2 separate regions of the Oryctolagus cuniculus genome follow, and region 2 is linked to region 1. A link is a contact called in public Micro-C data. All regions are on one chromosome and are shown on one strand. Each heading gives the region's core, a stretch centred on a gene start, on an enhancer-like site or on the middle of the called end of the contact. The rest is flanking DNA. Distances are from core to core; before and after follow the strand shown. Region 1 has its middle 20 kb from the start of BTG2. Region 2 has its middle 16 kb from the start of BTG2.

The links. A called contact is a pair of places that touch in the nucleus more often than the background predicts.
Region 2: a Micro-C map of ear pinna shows a contact between it and region 1, with 2.2 times the contacts expected there. The contact joins two enhancer-like sites. A contact is called at or near these places in 5 of 6 Hi-C or Micro-C datasets (ear pinna, embryonic fibroblasts, liver and 2 more).

What each region holds. Positions count from the first base shown.
Region 1 is chr13:19,014,196-19,016,895 of mOryCun1.1, forward strand. No RefSeq gene overlaps it. Among named protein-coding and RNA genes, the nearest start is that of BTG2, 20 kb to the right of the region's middle. Within about 2 kb of position 1,311, at least 2 of the 8 cell types and tissues checked have an H3K27ac peak or open chromatin away from gene starts, as enhancers often do.
Region 2 is chr13:19,049,605-19,052,304 of mOryCun1.1, forward strand. No RefSeq gene overlaps it. Among named protein-coding and RNA genes, the nearest start is that of BTG2, 16 kb to the left of the region's middle. Within about 2 kb of position 1,352, at least 8 of the 8 cell types and tissues checked have an H3K27ac peak or open chromatin away from gene starts, as enhancers often do.

The sequences.
Region 1 (2,700 bases), core at 61-2,560:
GGCCTCACTACTGATTTTTTTTTAAAGATTTATTTTATCTAGTTGAAAGACAGAGTTACAGAGAGAGGCAGAGACCAGAGAGGTTTTCCATCCGCTGGTTCACTCCCCAATTGGCCGCAATGGCAGGAGCTGCACCAATCCAAAGCCAAGAGCCAGGACCTTCTTCTGGGTCTCCCACGCGGGTGCAGGGGCCCAAGGACTTGGGGCATCTTCCACTGCTATCCAAGGCCACAGCAGAGAGCTGGATCGGAAGAGGAGCAGCCGAGACTCGAACCTGCGCCCATATGGGATGCCGGTGGCGCTTCAGGCCAGGGCTTTAACCCACTGTGCCACAGCGCCGACCCACCACTGATTTTCTTACACCAACTCAGCGTCCTGCCTGTACTAACCAGTTGCTCCGAGAAGGTTGAATGAAATTGAATAAAAAGGCTTGAAAAGGATGCATATGAGGTTAATACATTGAAAGCAAATGACAAAAGGAGGGAGGAGTTGGAGTTGCTTGGTACAGAGAACGTCACAGGCAATCCAACCTTGCAGCTTTCATTACGGAAGGGACCGAGCCAGGGCATCCGTGGGGCTCCTGCCTCCCGGCGCCAGGCCCTGTGCCCCTGCCCTGTGAGCACAGGATCATGAACCCCGGCCAGGAGCCCAGTCGGCTACTTCACGTCCCCCCAGGCCCACAGCCAGCGCAGGTGCCCCGGGACTTCCAGGCCAGAGCTGCCCCCTCGGGGGGGAATTTCTTGTTTTAGGCTGAGAGTGCACCTGACCCTGCGCATTTTCGCTCTAGCAAGCGTGTCATCCACTCCCCCCTGCTCGGGGAGGTCAGAGATCACGGGGAATTGTCTGCAGAGCTGAGGATGAGCCAGGTCTGACATGGCCAGCACTGTCCCCGTGGTGGCTGCTCCAAATAACCCGTTGACTCAGCCTGTGATGAGGTCATCTGCTCTTACACGGCCCTGAGCCCCTCCCCCATGGAGCCACCTTGCCGCTGCCTCCCTGGAGTGGCCCAGGGCAAGGACGGCCGGGACACCCACCCCGTCTAGGGCCCGCTGGGCAGGGAGGCAGGCCACTGCTTTGATGAAGTCTCCGTAGGGCAGTAGGCACGGTTGTGAAGGTGAATGAACACAGTGAACGTGAAGTTCTGGGAGTAACCAGTGTTGTATCCTAACTGCTGGGCAGGGGAGGGGATGAATGGACCAAGTCAGGAGCACCTGGCCAGGCAGGCTTCTGACAGTGCAAAGGCTATTGGGCCCTCTAACTCCCGGGAATGACTCTCCGCGCCCCCCCCCCCCCCCGCTTCAGTTAGCACGCAGTCTTCATGGCACGAAGCTGGGACAGCCTTTTCCGCTGGCTGAGTCTGGGTTCACAGGCTGGAGACCCAGCCGTGCCCTGCACTGTGCTATCCACACATCACGTGGTATGTAGGAATGAATGCCATCTGCATCCACGTTGTGTGTACGCGGGCGAGGGCCATGTGCACGTGTGCTGGTCTGAATCAAAGGTTTCAGAATCAGGGAGGGGGCCGGCGCTGTGGTGTAGTGGGCTAAGCTTCCACCTGCGACGCCAGCATCTCATGTGGGCACTGGTTCGAGACCCGGCTGCTTCACTGCCAATCCAGCTCTCTGCTATGGCCTGGGAAAGCAGTGGAGAATGACCCAAGTCCTTGGGTCCCTGCACACACATGGGAGACCCAGAAGAAGCTCCTGGTTGCTGGCTTCGGATTGGCCCAGCTCTGGCCGTTGCAGCCCTTTGGGGAGTGAACCAGTGTAATGGAAGACCTCTCTTTCTCTCTGCCTCTCTGTAACTCTGACTTTCAAATAAATAAATACATCTTTAAAATAAAAACAATGCCATGTGACACCACTCTAATGTCCATGTTAAGGAAGAGGACAGTCACAGACAGCAGGCGGTGACTGCTTCAAGCTAAGATTTGAACCCAAGCAGCAGGGACGTCCAGTGGACCCCCTGCTGAGCGCTCAGCTCACGGGAAGGAGCCCTGTGTGGCAGGAGGGGCCCTGGCCATAGTGAGCAGCCCCACAGTAATGTCTTCCGACTGGAAGCTGCAGGGTGAGCTTGTCCCAGGCCACACCTGCAGGTCACCTGGGCTGGAGGACAAGGCTGTTAAGAACCCTTCCGCCTGCTGCTTGCGCCAAATGTTCTCTAAGAGGCTCCTGGGGGCTTGGCCCTGCCCAGTTCTCCCGGCTCCTCCCACAGGCAGCTGCCTTCCCAAGTTCATTACTGGATCCCAGTGAATCCAAAATTAGCTTGATTCATGAAAGGGGAACAACAGAAAAGCTGCTTCAGAGCCAGAGAGCCATCTGTCCCCCAAGTCCCGCGTGGTACAAAGGTTTTGTCCCATGAAAGCGTCTGCGCGAGCCCTGCCCCAAACTCACGCGTCCATTCAGTGCACGAGAGGACACAGAGGTGCACGGGGGCTGTGGATCAGTGTCAGAGGAGAAAGCTTCTCTCTCACACCCCTAGGAGAGGCAGAGCAGATGGGACAAGGACACAAACCCTGGACAGCACCGTGGGTGTTTCCCACACCCCCAAGTGATAGGTGCCCGCTCCTATGTAAGTTGAGTAAGGCTGGGGCTGGCTCAGTGGCCCAAGGAGGCCAGTCTTTCTGTGGGCTTCCAGGAACACAGGGTCACTCACAGGGAGGGTGGCTGGTGGGGACCTGGGGCTGAGGGGTGGCCGGAG
Region 2 (2,700 bases), core at 102-2,601, 35 kb after region 1:
CCAGGGCTGGGGACCCATCAGGGGAGGGGGGGGGAGGCTCATGGGCATTTAATTATTTAAAGGTCTCAATAAAAGGAGCCGGGTCTCTGGGGAAAGGGGAGGCCAGGCAGATGGTGCGCCCCGGGAGCTGGAGGCCTGGTGTGGGTGCGGGATGGGTTAGAGGAGGGGAAAGGAAGAGGAAGTGAGAAAGAGCAGTGACCACCCCTCGCAGTCTGAGACCAGAGCGCCTTGCCCACCACTGCCGGCTTCAAACTGGGGTCTGCCCTGAGCCAGATCCATTTTGGAACTGAATAGCCAGCATGTGAGGTTAGGGGGTGGTCGCCCCTTCACCTGTCTGCTGGCAAGCAGGGTTGCTCCAGACTGGCTCCAGCCCCCCAAGGACCGGGTAGAAGTCTGGGGGCGGGTGGGGGGGGCACTCTGGCTCCGCTTTCCTGTATTGTCACAGACATTTGCTGGTTCATCTGGTGGTCTCCAGCAGCCCCGCCCCCACCGCCCGGCCAAGGTCGCAGTCGAGGGGCCTGCCCTGTCTCAGAAGGCAACCTCCCAGCCCCTCTGAGAGCTAAAGGAGGCCCGCACCTGGGAGAACAGGCAAACGGGGTCCCCAGGTAGCCAGAACCCGGGGTGCGAATCCGGCTGCACCAGCTGTGTCCTTGCCAGCTCTCAGCGGTCTCGCCTTTAACATGAGGGTGAAGGGGGTCCCGTGCCCGAGTCCCAGAAGGCAACAGCAAATGTCACTCACTACTAATATTCCTGCCACTACTGGGCACTGAGGTAGGCGGCCCAGGACACCGCGACAGACACCCCGGGTTTGGGGACCAGGCCAGAGGGGAATTCTGCGCGGGGCAAGTTTGCGCACCCAACTTCCTCCCTGTGTAACCGAGCCCTGCGCCCACGAGAACCACGGGGTCCGGTTCGGGCGACCCCGTTCCCCGCTGCCTCCCTCTTCCGCCTCCACCAGGCTGAGCCCCCAGCTCAGCGCCGACCCCTCCCACCCCCACCCCCGATCCCTGGGGTCTCCCGCTTGCTGTGCTCTTTCCACCCCCAAGAACCGGCCCAAGGGGACCCCGCCGGGGCTCACGGCGCCGGGCACGCTTCCGCCTGGACTTCCCGAACCGTCCAGCGGGGGCAGCGCCACCCAGCCCCGCACGGTGGCGGCCAGGGAGACGACCCGGCCGCGGGGAGGAGCTGGCTCGGGCGGACGCGAAGGCAGGCAGGTGTCGGGCTCCCGCCCTCCCCGAGGCGCACCCACACGTCCGCCCACGTCGCCCAGCTCCCAGCCAGCAGCCGGCCGCGACCTCCCGGCGCCCGGGCAAGTGCAGGCGAGTTCGCTCCGCCCTCCTGGCCACGGCGGCCGCGCTGCTCCCCGGCAACAAGCTGCTGATTGGCTGTCCTGGGGGCCGAGCGGGCCAATCATAGATCCTCCTGGCAAGGCCGCTTTTGACGAAGGAGAATTAAAAAAAGAGGGGGAGCGTGTCGCAGGGCAGGAGGTGCCCCGGGGGTTTCCGGGAGCAGCGGCGCGCGGGGGCCGTGGGGCGGGCGCAGGCGCCGGCCGAGGCGGGGCGGCTGCTGGGCTCCCACCTGCTGCCTGGGCACCTCGGGGTCGCTACCCGGCCGTGGCGGAGCCGCCTGGGGACTCCGGGCTCTGAACCGGCAGCCCCCGCCGGGACCCTCTCCAGTCTCTGCGCCCTGGGCGCTTCTTCCCCTAGCGCCTCTGCGACTTCGTGCGGCAGAGCCCGAAGCCAGCGACCTCTGTAAAAGGCAGGCTCCCGACTCACCGCGTCCCTGACCCCGCACACCCGAGCAGAGACTGCCGCGCACGGAGTGGAGGTGACCGCCTGCGAGCCTGGTGGCCGGGGCTGGACCCCAGGCCGTGGTGCGTCGGGCAGTTAACCCCTCTGAGCCCCAGCGCCCTCCTGTGAAAACCCCTAGTGATGAAGCAGTGCCTGCCTCCTAGCACTCTGGTGACGTCACTTGAGGTAGCAATAACAAAGGCGTCTTCATCAGGGGCTGGGGGGAGCCCTGGTTCCAGGGACTTCGATGCCGTCTAGAAAAGTAGTGCAGAGCGCAGATAAAGCCCTGGGACTGACCCTGCGTGCAGCTCGCCCCCGGGAGAGATCTCAGCTACTCAGGATTCCTCGGCTCCTCCGACTTTTCTTCCAGTTCCTCCCTCCAAAGCTTTCGGACAGTAGCCCCTGGGGCTCAGCATCGTTCCCATTTTAATAGGGTTCAACCTTTGTCGTGGGCTCCTGGAGTGTCCTACTTGACTTCCCAAATACCTACGTTTTAAAAGTTGTATTTATTTATCTGAAAGGTAGCGTGGCAGAGAGGGGATGGCGGAGAGAAGGAGGGAGGGAGGGAGGGAGAGAGAGAGAGAGAGAGCGAGCGCTCCCATCCCCTGGTTCACTTCCAAATGCCCACAACAGCCAGGACTGGGTCAGGCCAAAGCCGGGAGCCAGGAACTCCATCCAGATCTCCCACATGGATGGCAGGGCCCCCCCTGCTTGGGTCATCATCTGTGGCCTCCCGGGTGATTGGAAGAGAACTGGGTTGGAAGACAGCACCGCAGGATGGAATACAGGGGTCCACCCCTGCTGGGCCACAGGCCTGTCCCCGCCATAGGCCTGGGCTGACACCTAGGTGTGCTTGTAGCTTTCCCCACCCACCTCCCAATCCCTTCTTGTCAGCGGGAGACTCCCCCTT